Regions from separate parts of the Mus musculus genome. Here all the other regions are linked to region 1. The links are chromatin contacts, called in public HiCAR-type, HiChIP or PLAC-seq and promoter capture Hi-C maps. All regions are on one chromosome and are shown on one strand. Each heading gives the region's core, a stretch centred on a gene start, on an enhancer-like site or on the middle of the called end of the contact. The rest is flanking DNA. Distances are from core to core; before and after follow the strand shown.

Region 1 (2,700 bases), core at 55-2,554:
CTTCTGTAATTCTTTAACAGCACCCGGCCATGCTTCCCACGAAGGTGCCTGTACAAAGAACAAAATCCTCACCTTGAGACAACCATAACCAAGCTCCTGGGAGGCAGTTGCATTTCCAACGTGATCCACTGGGGCATCACAGTCTACGAACTCGTCGGGTCTGCAAATCAGTAAGATTTTTCATCAGTGCCTTTTGCCGATTGCTTCTGTGTCCGCACGCAATGCTATTTTCGTTCCTCTTTTAATATCTGTTCCTCCTTCTGTACTGGGAACTGGATACGCTAGAGGTGCTATCTACCTTTGAGCTACATTTCCAGCCCTTGAATTTTCTTTCTTTCTTTTTTTTTTAAATTTGAGACAAGTTACCCAGGCTGGCTGGTTGGCCTTGAACTCATCCTGTAACCAAGGCAGCAGAAAGGGTGCAGGAAGTGGAAGGGTTCTGTAGCCTACATTACTCCTTCCCAGTATCTACCACTAACACACAGTTTAATTGCTTTCTGTGGCAGGGCAATTGAGAGGCACCAGTCCCGGAATCACCTCCCCGAGGTGGAAGCAGCCTTCCGCTCCCACAACCAACAGCTATCCCTGGCCCGATCCCCCTCTAGGTCCGCCCGCCACGTCCCGGCAGCTTACAGGTAAGAGCAAAGGATGACTGGCGAGTTGGGGTCGCTGTATTCCCAGCTTGAGGCCGCGGGACCCTCGAGGTGAGCGGCGCCCGAGGGTGTGAGATCCAGTTCGGCCGTAGCATTAAACGAGTGGCTCCGAGAAACACAGTGCAGCAGCAGCAGGTTCCCCAATAGCAGGGCCGCCTGGCCGCACAGCAATAGGTAACTCACAGGGCAGCCGCCCAGCACCATCTTCCCGGGGGCCGGTCCTAGAGACCTGGCCTAAAAACAAAGCCAGGCCGCCACGGCCCACCGGAGCCCGGCGCTGTCAGGCCTCTCTCTACGTCGGGTACGCAACCCTCCGTTCCACAGCCAACCCGTGCGCAGCTCGACGCTCCGCCTGCCACTACGGCCAATCAGAAACGGCCAGGGGAAAGGTGTGGCCTGGCTTCGCTCCGCCCTCCAGTAGACCCTTCACTGCTGCACGGAGCGGAGGGAGGGTGGAGCTTCCCTTAGCCCCGCCCTCCAGCCCCTCCTACCTTCTCTAGTCTCCGCTGAGCGGGCGGAGGGGCGGAACAGCCGGGCGCGAACTGGAGCGGCGGCGGCGGCGGCCGCCGGTGGGTTGGCCAGACTGTATTTTCCCTACGTCAGCCTCTGGCCGCGGGATCGGGAAAGGGGCGGGGTTTTTGGGGGGGGGGGGGTTGCTGCGTCAGTGCCGCGCGCGTGCTCGCCGAGGGCGAGCGCCCCGCCAGCCCGGGGGCCCCCGCGGGGTTGCAAGGATGACCGAAGGGGCGGAGGCGGCGGCCGCGCGTTGAGCGGAACCTGCCGAAGCCCTCGCTATGGGGCCGCGCGCGCTCTCGCCCCTTGCCTCTCTGCGACTAAGGTGGCTGCTGGCGTGTGGCTTGCTGGGCCCAGTCCTCGAGGCCGGGCGACCAGGTGGGTGCCGGACGGGAACCGTGCTGTGGGGAGTGAGTGCTGGGTGGTGAGGGCTGCGAGGCGGACCCTGGGCTCCGGCTCCCCTGTCAGCGCTGACCCGGAGCCCGGTGGCCGGCGGCCGGCTGCACTGTGGCGGTGCGCTCGCTACTCCCGGGCTGCAGCGAGTGCTTTGCGGGTGGAGTGGCTGTCACCAGCTCTGGGCTGGGAGATGGAACTTTTGCTTCAGTCTATCAGGATTTGGGGTTTGACGTTCGCCGTCTTGGACGACTCAGCAGTAGGTCCACAGGGATCCCGATGGAGAAGAGGGCGGGTTTTCCTTGGGCCGTTTTTTTTTTTTTTTTTTTTTTTTTTTTTGTTAGTAAGGATACTTAAAATAATAAAATCAACGAAACGCTACGTTTCTAGAGCCTGTAGTTCAATCTATCTAAATCTGGACAAAGAATCTCTGCTCTGTTTAACCCAGGGGATTATCGGAAAGAATTAAATTACTGTTCGCCAGCACATCTGAATTGTGAAACTTCCCGTAAATATGTAAGATATTTATATTGTGGATGATGAAACTGAATGGGAACACACTAGGTTCTTTTTTTCCTGGAAATAAGTTATTTATTTCATCCTTTGTATTAAATTAGTGTTTGCATGGCTTAGTTATCTCTTTGAGCTCCGGGAACACTATGGACAATAGAAGGCTTTACAAAATTGTTGCCTTCAAAGGTGATGAGTGTAGATTTGAGTTCAGGACCGCTGACCTTCACGAAACTAATTACAGCTTCTTGTCTTTGGCTTTCTCCTTTTTAATTAAGTTAGCGTCCTCCTGGAGTTTATAAATACTGACAAATTTTCAATGGGATGCTTCCAGGACGTGTCTGATGAAACGTGCTGTTCTAGTTAACAATATCGCTATGAAAGGAACTGAAATTTTAATAATCTCTAACTTCTTGTGTTTGCCAGCAAAAACCAGATTATATTTTTAGTACATGTATATGTTTGTTGTTACACATGGGCATAAAAATGAATGGAATATCCTTGTGTTCTTCAGTTGCTGCTGCAATGGGCCAGCTGCTCACATAGGCATGAGTATTCGCTTTGGAAATCTATCCAGCCTTCATCAGGAAGGAAACCCATTCCTGATGCTTTTGGAGGATCTAAAGGGTGACCA
Region 2 (2,700 bases), core at 177-2,676, 2.3 Mb after region 1:
GAGTCTCCTGAGCTCCTCTTTCTGACTTTTAAACTGCCGACATAACAGACCCCGAGAAACTGTAATCTCCCCCAGGAACATCATCTGAGGCCACGTGGGAACCCGTGTAAGAAAGCTGTGACTGTCCCGTGAGCTGTGGTTGGGGCAGAGTGCAGAATGTTCTTCCACAAGTGGCCTTCTAGAAATAATTGCAAACCCCATAAAAAGTGGATGCTCTCAAAAGGGGCGACATGAAGGGTATGGCTTGGGATGTCCACGTTCTCTCTGTGGGAAGGGTGGGGTCCTGGGAGGAATATTCTTGGCTTTTTCCCACAGGTGCAAGGATGATAAGACATAATACCAAGTGTTTTTTCACTTGCTGTTCTTGTATTTGCTTAAGCTCTCTGTAAACATCATCTCATGTTTTGCTTGCTTTAATAATAAAAGAGTGAGAAGTTCTTTATTTGCTCTATTCTTGAGTTCAAACGCTTAGAGTCCCCAGGTTATCCCACAAAGATCTTTGGCTTTCAATCCAGGGAGACTTTGTTAGCCTTGCTGGTCGCTGTCCGCTGCTGGGTTCGGATCTAAAAAGCCAGTAAATGTCAGAAGCCTGGAGCCACTGTGCCACCTTCAGAGGAGCAGAGATTTCACACCGTCTGACAAACGCCACATCATAGGAGAAACTGGAGCCTAGACAACGATGGTGGACCAGAACATATATTGAGCATGACTACTTAGTTATGTATACCACTTGCCTTCCACTTAAACCCAAACCTCATGGCAGGACCCCAAAATTAGACTTGGATCGGCAGAGGTATGGGTGAGAGAGATTAGATCGCTGTCTTTCCCCAATGTAGTCACATTGAATAAACCTCTTTTTCTCCTTTCCATTGGTAATTGTATCGTGAATTAGGCTATGGGAGGTGAGCGGCTGAACCTGGCTTGTTAGAGGCAGGGGTGGATGCTGGTAGGCGTGTGGGGTGTCCTGGTGGAGAAGACAATACCCAGCCTCTTGACCTAATAACTAGTAATTTCTTTATGCTCCCAGTGCTCAAACTCCATTTTTGATAGACAGTGCTAGTTTTTTGTTTTGTCTCTGTACTCTTCCCTCTCCTCCCTTCCTCTTTGAGGGGGATGGTGGTGTGTTACTTTCTGAGGAGCATCAGGATGGTTGATTATTCTTAATACTGAACCAGGAGCGGTGGGAGGACAGGGAGGCAATTCTTAGGACAGCCTCTAAGTCAGCACTAGTCGGGGCTCGGCAGATTCTCCCCTTATTAACTGCCTAGCCAGTCGGATCAAGCTCAGCCTAAAAAGTGCCAGGGTGAAGAAGAGCTCTCCAAGCCGCCAGGTCCTGCGCCGCCAGGTCCAGCACCTTGGCTGGCTGTGGCTGCGTCTCCGAGAGCCAGTGGCTCGCGCGTCCCCTTTAAGAGCCGTCTAGTACCCGTGACGTCAGGGCAGGAAGTGTTTGAGGAAGTGGCGCTGGGCTGGCTGCGTGGGGACCCCGAGTTTTCATGTCCTCAGCGGGTGTCGCTGGCGGCCCCGCGGCCCCCGGGGCAGGTGAGTCCCACGCGAGGGCGGCTCGCGGCGCGTGGACCGGCTCACCCGGGTGTGCGCTCCGCCTCTCCCCGGGGTCCGTGGCTGCGCCGCGCCCGATGCTGAGCGGACCCACCGGTGGGCCCGGCCGCCGCAACTTTTATTTGTTAACTACACCGGTGTCCTAGCCTCCCCTTGCAGGGCAGCAGCCACTGCTGCTCCCAGTTGCTTCTTGAGCTCCAGTGTTCTTCTTACTCTCAACTTGTCCTCTCTCCCTGCTTGCTTCTAGAGTTAGCAGGGCATCGATATGAGCTGGTCACCGTCCCTCCCAACCCAGACATGTGGAGCCTGGGAAATGAAAGAACGCCTGGGGACCGGGGGATTTGGAAACGTCATCCGGTGGCACAATCAGGTAGGGCTCTGGCACCAGGAAGGTGGGTGAGCTTTCTTGGCGCCTCTTCTGACCTGGCCCGGTGTGAATGGGTGGATCCCTGCCTAACCTTGGCGTTGTCCAATGGGAGCGTAAGAAAAAGGACTGCAAAGGGGATCTGTGAGCTGCTAAACTGACTCTTTTTAAAAAACCTTAATAACCATGCCACTTAGAAGGACACATGAGGGAGTAAGCTGTCATTCCAAGTATTTTGAAATTATATTTCTACTAATATTTAGACTAGCACGTAATACATTACATTGTGATAAATGTTGTAGAATACAGGCAGTGTTAAAAAGATGAGAGCAATAAAAAACATTTTAAATAACTTTATTTAAAATATTTTAGGTAGTTGATAACCCCAAGGTTTTTCTCTTCTCTTTCTTTCTCTCTTTCTTTCTTTCTTTCTTTCTTTCTTTCTTTCTTTCTTTTCCATGTGCCGCCATATAATGCTGAGTGATGTGGACTGATTTCATTTTTGGATCTAATTTTTATTCCTATTATTTTAGTCCTTATGTGTCTGATGTGCGTTGCTCATGTTAAAAGTTTGTGTTCTTCCAAAAAAAATTTGGGGGAGGGGGCTGGCAGTAAGTACGCTGAGATTCTTGGCAGGACTCTCTCTAGCTCGGCTGTTTACTGTGGGAGACTTATTTTATCCGATTTGGGTAATGAGTTCATCACAGTGCCTCAGGAGCACACAGTACTTGTGATGTTTCCGCTAAAGAGTACTTACTAACCTCAGGATACTTGAGTAT
Region 3 (2,700 bases), core at 59-2,558, 2.5 Mb after region 1:
AATGGACTAAACACACTTCTATGAACTTCTTTCTAAAGCCACACTAATTTGCTAAGTTATTCTGTGATCAGCACCCTTATTTTCAGAAGAGAAACAACTATTTAAAGCCAACGTTCTACATAGTGGTGCGAGCTAATCAAACTTAAGTATTGAGAAACTGAACAATCTACGCCTATGTAAGAAGTTCCCCTTGAGAATGAACTGATATAAAACATCTATGAACATCTGGCACTGTCCCGGCAAACAGGCAGCAAACACCACGTGTACTACTCTTTCTAATTCTCTAACTTTAAACTCAAACTAAATGGTTTAAAAATTATATAAATGATTGTGTGTATAATATACGTAAACGCACATACACTGATACTACAAAAACATGTTACTGATCCTAAGGGAAGGTGAGTTTGTAATAGGCAAGACAACTTGTGAAAAGTTACAGTCTAATTATTTGCTCTTATCTCTGCACGCCAACTCAAGAGAACCGCTACACTGCGAGCAAGAATGGTAACAAGAAGTCAGATGATCCCGGAGAACTTGCCCTGCTGGAATTGCTAAGCCCTTAAGCACGTGGACAATGGGCCGCTTTATTTGCATGGCCGCACTAACCTGGGGGGACCGACTGATCGGTTTAATGGCGAAACTGCACTCACTCATTAACGATCACCACCTGCCTCACCCTGGAAAACGTAACCTTATTCAAGTCCCCCCACGCAAATGGTGTTTTTCTTTTTTGTTCTTTTTCTTTTAAAAACACCCTAGCCATTCAAGCAAAGATGCGAGAGAGCAGTCGCCTCGGCCTCACAGCCGGGAAGATGAGGAGACCGAGAACCCAGCCAGCCAGCTTCGTCCCGGGAGCACGCGCAGACACCCCGAGACCGCCCCACCGCGGAGGAGCCTCGGCGCCCTCCGGCCTGAGCCCGCCGCTTCCCGCCCGCGCCGACCCGGGCCGCGGCGCGCGGAGAGACGCACCGCCGCGCTGCACCGCGCTGCGCTCGGCTCCCGCCACACGCGGCACGCGGTGCCGCCGCGGCGTCGGGCTCCGATCCCGCACAGAGGGAAGGAAGAAAAACCAATAACAAAACCTGGCTTCTCGTTCCCTCCGGAAACCGCGGGCCGGCAGGAAGTGACGAAGGCGAGGTCGTCCGGTCCGCTGGGTCTCGGCCCGCGCTCCCCGCCCGACTCCCGGAACAGCCCGAGCGGAGCGGAGCGGCTCGGCGCGGCGGCCTCCGCACCTCAGCAGCCGCCGAGCGCCCGCCCGCCCGCTCTCCCGCTCGCTCGCCCGCCCGCGCGCGGCTGCGTCACCGCCCCGCCCCCGTCCCGGCCCCGCCCCGTCCCGTCCAGTCCGGGCCCAGCCGCGGGCTGCGAGCTGCTGCGGGTCAGATCCCGACCTGGGTGTCTCTGCGGGCGGAGTGAGCGGGGCGGCTGCAGCGTGCCTAGGGTCCCCGGAGCCCGCAGAGACGCCGGCGGGAGCGTGCGGCGTCCCGTCGCGGGAGGACTGTCCTGTATGTCACCTGGAACAGATTGCACAGGCTCGGGGGAGGGGGGCGGCGGCTGGAGGAGGCCAGGTTTGGGCGTCAGATCTGTGTGCCACCTCTGCGCCTCCCGTTCCCCGGGTCCCTGTGGCCTTGGGATCTCAGAGCCACCACTGTCACCTGTTATTGAGTTGCAGTGCGTCAAAGCAGGATGGGTGCAAAAAGAAAAAAAAAATTACTCGAACGTGTACTGCGCAGTCCACAGGCCTCAGCTATGCTCCGTCCTCTAGGATGGGGTGAAAGCCTGTGACCTTGTTCCCGTCTGTTTTAGGACCTCAAACGTCGCAGTGCTTCAGAGAGTCAGGAGAATGAATCTTCCCCTCATGGTGTTTGGGTTCCGTTGTTAGAAATTATGTGTAGTCTGAATTTCCGTGAGAGAGTAACAAAAGTCCCACGTGAGAGGCAGAAAATAGCATTCCAAGCGAGGTGGCAGGTTCTAGAACGGAGTGGACAAACTTTAAAACTTAGGATAATGTCTCATGATTACCTGAAAAGGATTTTGTCACCCAAAAGGAGGTCAGCCTTAAACTAAATCCCGATGGATGCGTTTTTTGATGTCATGATCTCTTAATATGCGTGTTTAACCTGCAGCTTAAATCAGCTCCATCTAGCTAGCATCTTTCTAATGCAATAATAGTTTAAACATTACATCACCGGACAGCTGAGGGAAGATGTCAGTTTTCCCATAAGAGCCCAGAATGTCACTCTCAGCATCAATCTACTAGAGCATTAACTTGCCTGAAATGAACCAACCCCTGGACATTTTACTTTAGACTGAAGGGGAAAGGCGCATATCCTCACACTTGGTTAGGTTACACAAAGTGCGTGGGAGGCGTGGTTAAAGTACCTCCATGTCTGCACTGTGGACTCTGAACTCTCCATTCCTGACTCTTCCAAAGCGTGGCCTTGATGGTGTCAGGACTAGCAGGAGAGGCCTAGCTTCAGTGCAGACCCTTTAAACTGTGGGTCTAAGGAAACTCATCCACCCAGGACCTGTGGAGCAGCGGTGTTATTGCATACTATGGATGGTTTTATAGAATCTGTTTTGCCATCCTGGGTCAGCAATGGTTAGAAAAGCTTTTTCTAAGTATGATTAAAGTGTAATATAGTAGGAAGCCATCAATCTCTGGGTAGAAGTATATTATTCACACCATGGCAGGTGGACAGG
Region 4 (2,700 bases), core at 121-2,620, 2.6 Mb after region 1:
GAATCTTTAAAAACGTGAAAAGGCTCATAGGGAGGCTGAAGCGGAGTGGGAAGCTGGTGGTGTAGGGGTCACATGACCCTGAGACTCTTCCAATTGAATAGGGCTAGAGTTAAAGATAGTTTTATCACTCCTGTGAACCACAGTTTTCTTAAGTATTCCCTGCTCCTTTTGATTTTATGATTCTTTTTTAAAGATTTATTTTATTTATGTGTAGTGTGTGTGTGTGTGTGTGTGTGTGTGTGTGTGTACCCCTGAAGGAACCTGCAGATGCTTACAGAAGCCAGACGGGGGAGCTGGATACACACCAGCGCTGGACTTGGGCGCTACCAGATGTGGGCTAAGAACTGAATTTTAGTTTCGTTCTGTTGCAGCAATGAAACACTGTTGCCTAAACTGCAGCTTGGAAAAGGTTTATTTGGCATTCTCTTCCAGATTGACGGAAGGCAGGAAGTCAAGGCAGAAGCCATGTAGGAATACAGATTACCGACTCACTTTCTTGGTTGATCTCTGGACGATGCTTTTTTCCCCCCTCCAATCCAGGACTTCCTGCCAGAGGAATGACACCACCCATAGTGGGCTGGGCTCTCCAGCATCAATTACTGATCAAGACATTGCTGCTACGGACCTTTCCATCCTCAGACTGACTGGATTTAGGCAATCCCTCTACTGATTCTAGGCTGAGTCAAGTTGATAAGTATCAAAGGTTCTTTACCTCTGCGCCCTCACTCCAGCGTCACTTTGAGCTTCTAATTAAAGCCTCAGGAATATATCGCTGGGAACTATAAAACCTGCAGCGGCAGCTTATATTGTTGTCTTTTCCATAATGTTCCTGGGAATGGATTTCCTTAGGGGAGAAAGAATGAAACCTAAAGCGACACAAAATAGACAATCAGACAAGCAACTAAAACCTAGGGATGTAGCTCTGTTGGCAGAGCGCTTGCCTAGCATGCAGGAAGCCCCACGTTTCATCCCAGCCACCTCACAAATCCAAGCCTGGTGGAACAAACCTGAAATTCCTTCTCTTGGAAGGGGGAGGTAGGAAGATCAGGAAGTTCCTGACCACCCTCAGCCATATAGCAAGTTAAGCCTGGGCTATGCGAGACCCTGTCTGTAGACAAATAAACAGATGATTTAAAAAGCTGCCCATAAGGGAACTTATAGTTCACCACTACCATTCTAGTACTTTCCATTTACTGTTAAAGCCACAGCCTCCTGGGGCTGGATAACGCTGGGAGACCTCAAGGTGAGTCCTCCCGGAGGCTGCCAGCTCGGCAGTCAGCGAGGAGAGCAGATTTCCGTTTCCTTGGCCAGCCTTCGGGAGGGAGGGGCGGAGGGGGCCTCGCGTGGGGGAGGGCCGGTAGGGCGGGACTTCGAGAGGGCGGGCCCTCAGGAGGGCGTGGCCTCCGGAGGGAGGGCTGGTGGAGGGGGTCTCAGGAGGGAGGGCCCGAGGGCCGGACCCACAGGGCGACCTTAAAAATTGCCCGGGGGCCCGCGGCCGCCAGCGGAGCGCGCGGGCGGCAGAGGGCGAGCCGGACACAGCCAGGCGCGGCGGTGAGGCTGCGGGAGCGGGCGGGAGCGAGCGAGTGGGCGACCGGCCCGGCTGGGGAACGCGGCTGACAGTCCCCGCCCTGCCGCACACGTGCCGCGGCTCCGGGCGCGCGCACCGGGCTCGCTGCGGGGTCCCGGGAGACGCGGAGGTTCGGGCGGGCGGGCGCGGTGGCCAGTGTGCGCGCGCTGCGCGGAGCAGAGCAGAATCCGGGTCAGGCCGGGTGAAGCGCTCCGCAGCTGCGGCAGTAGTTGGCACCCCGGTTGTCCCGGGCTGGGCCCGAGGGGTTCGATTGATGGTGGTGGCAGGCAGGCGGCCTTCTGCAGCCCAGCTGCAGCTCCAGCTGCAGCTCCAGACGGGTCCCTCCTTAGCGAAAGGCAGCCTCACCTGCGCTGAGCACCCGGGAAGTTCTTTCTGGCACCCTAGGAACCAGTGGTTGTGTCGGCGGCGTTGTTTCTGGGACTGCTGGGTAGTTTGAAGGAAGAGGGTGAGACGCTCAAAGGATTCGGGGTTTCTACTCCAAATGGTACAGCAGGCTCCTAAATTAGTTTAAATCCGCGCAGACCGGTCTGGTTTTTGCAGGTCCTGCATATCCCCCAAGCCACAGGTGATACTCAGGTCCTTGTGCATTCTTTCTGGGTTCATCTGTTAGTAGCGTTTCTGTCTTCTATAATTTGACAGATACCCCTGAGAAGGGGGCTAAGTGTTAAGAGTACTTTCCTGGTATGCAGGAAGTTAGGTTTAATTCCCAGCACGGGAAAGCACTTAAAAAAATATATCTTTTTAAAATTGTAATTAACATCATTTCCTCCCTTCCCTTTTCTACGCCTAACCCCTTCGGTGTAACCATATCCCCTACCCCCTTTCAAATTCATGGCCTCTTTTTCTCAGGACATATAATGCTACTTGTCTCTATATGGTGGATAACCAACTGGGGACTGTACTCTGGGGAAGACTATGCCCCCATTCCCAGCTTTCCTTACTCGTTTGTAGTTCTTTGTCAAGGGTTGAGACCCCCTCCCCCGAGATTTCCTTATCCATGTTAGTGTGTCTATTGCTTTCATCCTCATGTAGGTCTTGTCCCCAAGTTGATGCGACTTCATGGCCTTTCTAACATTTCTAGGAGACTCAAGTTCACAGCAAACTTACTGTCC
Region 5 (2,700 bases), core at 124-2,623, 2.2 Mb before region 1:
TAGCCTTCCAGTGAGCTTTCTAGCTCGCCAGGTCTAACACTGATGTATAACTCCAAATCCTGGTGTTCATAATCTGTATGACCCAGCCACCTTGGCAGTCCTATTTTCTCCCCCCCCCCCCCCCCCCGCAAGACTGAGAAGCAGGGAGTTAAACAAGTCACCTGTCTTTCAGGCAGCTATGTCAAGTGGAAATCTGTGACAAGCAGTGAGGTAGATAAGGGACAGCTGGGGCCCCAGGGAGAGAAACTCTCTAGGCTGCAGGTTTGTTTACCCAGAAGTCAAGGAAAACAAAGGGGTGGGACCCAAAAAAGGAATGCCTTCAAGAGTCTAAGTGAGAAGTACCGCAGCTGGCGGTAATTCAACACTGCAGGGGTTCCAGAAGTCGGGAAAGCAGTAGGCTGGTCGACCAGAGGGAGCTCAGTGGAGAGGGAGGGGTGTGTGTGTGTGTCTGGAAACCTTTAAAGTGTTGTAGCGCGGGAGGTGTCCTCAGTTCTAGCATGGGAGCCAGGGCACCAGGGCTCTATCCCCAGCTTTAATGTAAGAACTCGGACGTGTCACATCTTTCCTGAACCTTAAGGCTTTCAAAGTTACATTTCCACTCTGAATAACTCACCATCGGAGATTTCAGCCTTTGAAGGATGACCCGAAACACTCAGGGAAGTCACCAATCTGCTAGACACTGACTGGGAACAAGAAAACCGAGTGGGAGGCCAGAGATGGAGCCCAGAGAGGACGCAAGAGGCTTACGTAGGAAGAAATGGGGAACCGAGGGGTTCGGTTTGGCAACCCCGTTTCCAGTTCCCCCTTCTTGCTCTTCCTAACCTAGCCTCACCCTATGTGGTAAGGGCAGAGTAGCACAGGCTAGTCCCTCACCTACCCTCCGCTTCCCCGACACAGTCTCTCACAACATCCCTGGCTCCCCGCCTTCCTCCAGAGCAGTACCCAGGGGACCAGAGCAGGAGAAGCATCCCTGGAGTGGTGTGGTATAACCCAAGCATAGCTACCACTTTCGGAGCCCTTCCCATAGGCATGCAACTATGCTATAAACTTAAATGTATTACTTTCTTTACAGCAATCCAAGGGGTGACTGTCGCCTCGTTTTACGCAAGAAGAAACTGAGGCAAAGTCTCACATCTGCTGCTAGGCGGATCAGGCTTGCTCCTGTTCCCTCATACGGACTCAGACAACTGGGGACCACTTAGTGCATCATTACTTCTCTGATCCAAAACTCTTCAGGCTGCGCCAGCCCACGTGACCTTTAGGTCCCCGCCTTCTCCGCGAGGCCCGCCCCCAGGGCAGGTGGCGCGCGGGCGCAGGGGGCGTGGTGGGGGCGTGGCCGGAAGCATTAAAGCGGCTCGGGAGCCCGGTGGGCGGTCCAGACCGAGGACAGCGGCTACCTTCTGGCTTCCTAGCCTGGTGCCGCGTCTGCCACCATGTCCCTGGCGGCCTCAGCGGGCCGGGGCCCGGGGACCATGTGGTCCCCTACCCACGTGCAGGTGACGGTGCTACAGGCGCGGGGCTTGCGGGCCAAGGGACCCGGGGGCACGAGCGACGCGTACGCGGTGATCCAGGTGGGCAAGGAGAAGTACGCCACGTCGGTGTCGGAGCGCAGCCTGGGCGCGCCCGTGTGGCGCGAGGAAGCCACCTTCGAGCTGCCTCCGCTGCTGTCCTCCGGGGCCGCGCCGGCCGCCGCCGCCACCCTGCAGCTCACCGTCCTGCACCGCGCGTTGCTCGGTCTCGATAAGTTCCTGGGCCGCGCCGAGGTGGACCTGCGGGAGCTGCACCGGGACCAGGGCCGCAGGAAGAAGCAGTGAGTGGCTGCAGGGCGCGGGGAGTCCAGGGGAGGAAGGACGCTCGGGCAGTGCACCTTGGGGGCGAGAGTGGCAGCTACCGCGCTATGGGAGGATGGCCCTTGGCTCCCCCTCGCCCGCAGGCTCACCTAACCCAGCTTCTCTTCGGGCTGTCAGTTTCCAGCTTTCCCAGTTATGGGGGCTTTTGGAAGATAGGAGAACCTTTGAATCCTCAGGGCGCCCTTAGACCGCACAGCACACTAAGCACTAGATGAAGTTTTGGTGAACTGAAATAATATGCAGGTAGGAGAATTCCTATTAGGTGGGGTATCCGCTTTATCTTGCATGGACGCTCCCCTGAGTATTTTGTTGAACTTGAGAGGCTTTGAGCTGAGAACCCTTGGGCCAGGGAGGGTAGCTATTTGGAGTGAAAGCCTAGGGCCCCCAGAGCTGGACGATCCTGGGAGGACAAGAGTGGGGGAAAAAAACCACCAGCCTGGTGATTGCTGATTCTCATGCCCATCTGATTCGACCCCTCGGAATGAACGCTAGAACAGTTTGTTGTTTGTCTGGGATCTGAATTAGTGGTCGATGATTGTTCCAAGATCTGTTACTGACTCAGTAGAAGTGAGTAGAATAGGTTGTTGCTCTTTGGAGTTTGGTAAATTCTGTCTGGTTCTAATTCCTGGTACCGTGGCTACTCACTAGCCTACCTGTGGCCCCTTAATTGAAGGTTCTGACAGGACATCCTAATTTTGCAGAAAAAGTTAGGCAAACTCCAGTTCACGTTAAAGTCTTTTGTTTGTTTGTTTGTTTGTTTGTTTGTTTGTTTCGAGACAGGGTTTCCCTGTGTAGCCCTGGCTGTCCTGGAACTCCCTCTGTAGACCAGGCTGACCTTGAACTCAGAAAT

What was found. Promoter capture Hi-C pulls out the DNA fragments that hold promoters and counts their contacts. HiCAR-type assays count read pairs that join an accessible place to other places. HiChIP or PLAC-seq counts read pairs in DNA pulled down with a chosen protein or histone mark.
Region 2: a contact with region 1 is called in a promoter capture Hi-C map of embryonic stem cells, with 4 times the contacts expected there. The contact joins the promoter of Ikbkb here to the promoter of Adam9 in region 1. A contact is called at or near these places in 4 of 39 promoter capture datasets (cranial neural crest, embryonic stem cells, liver and 1 more), 1 of 115 datasets of contacts at active chromatin or transcription factors (large pre-B cells) and 1 of 9 other capture datasets (liver).
Region 3: an H3K27ac HiChIP or PLAC-seq map of thymic regulatory T cells shows a contact between it and region 1, with 11 times the contacts expected there. The contact joins the promoter of Slc20a2 here to the promoter of Adam9 in region 1. A contact is called at or near these places in 3 of 39 promoter capture datasets (the 3T3-L1 cell line, liver and pre-B cells), 2 of 115 datasets of contacts at active chromatin or transcription factors (large pre-B cells and thymic regulatory T cells) and 1 of 9 other capture datasets (liver).
Region 4: a HiCAR-type map of astrocytes shows a contact between it and region 1, with 3 times the contacts expected there. The contact joins the promoter of Slc25a15 here to the promoter of Adam9 in region 1. A contact is called at or near these places in 2 of 39 promoter capture datasets (cranial neural crest and liver), 1 of 115 datasets of contacts at active chromatin or transcription factors (astrocytes) and 1 of 9 other capture datasets (liver).
Region 5: an H3K27ac HiChIP or PLAC-seq map of bone marrow-derived dendritic cells shows a contact between it and region 1, with 8 times the contacts expected there. The contact joins the promoter of Rab11fip1 here to the promoter of Adam9 in region 1. A contact is called at or near these places in 1 of 39 promoter capture datasets (liver) and 1 of 115 datasets of contacts at active chromatin or transcription factors (bone marrow-derived dendritic cells).

Annotation. Positions count from the first base shown.
Region 1 is chr8:25,015,526-25,018,225 of GRCm38.p6, reverse strand. It overlaps Adam9 (a disintegrin and metallopeptidase domain 9 (meltrin gamma)), which reads left to right and starts at 1,304. Exons shown (of 22, transcript NM_001270996.1): 1 at 1,304-1,541. The coding sequence starts at 1,445. Tm2d2 (TM2 domain containing 2) reads right to left here and starts at 1,015. Exons shown (of 4, transcript NM_027194.3): 1 at 634-1,015; 2 at 73-160. The coding sequence starts at 857.
Region 2 is chr8:22,705,309-22,708,008 of GRCm38.p6, reverse strand. Ikbkb (inhibitor of kappaB kinase beta) reads left to right here and starts at 1,426. Exons shown (of 22, transcript NM_001159774.1): 1 at 1,426-1,539; 2 at 1,805-1,927. The coding sequence starts at 1,823.
Region 3 is chr8:22,475,308-22,478,007 of GRCm38.p6, reverse strand. Slc20a2 (solute carrier family 20, member 2) reads right to left here and starts at 1,308. Exons shown (of 11, transcript NM_011394.3): 1 at 1,083-1,308. Smim19 (small integral membrane protein 19) reads left to right here and starts at 1,129. Exons shown (of 4, transcript NM_001146117.1): 1 at 1,129-1,502.
Region 4 is chr8:22,397,291-22,399,990 of GRCm38.p6, reverse strand. Slc25a15 (solute carrier family 25 (mitochondrial carrier ornithine transporter), member 15) reads left to right here and starts at 1,370. Exons shown (of 7, transcript NM_181325.4): 1 at 1,370-1,551. 1810012K16Rik (RIKEN cDNA 1810012K16 gene) reads right to left here and starts at 1,270. Exons shown (of 3, transcript NR_045473.1): 1 at 1,008-1,270; 2 at 713-844; 3 at 400-546.
Region 5 is chr8:27,173,319-27,176,018 of GRCm38.p6, reverse strand. It overlaps Rab11fip1 (RAB11 family interacting protein 1 (class I)), which reads left to right and starts at 1,373. Exons shown (of 6, transcript NM_001080813.2): 1 at 1,373-1,810. The coding sequence starts at 1,434.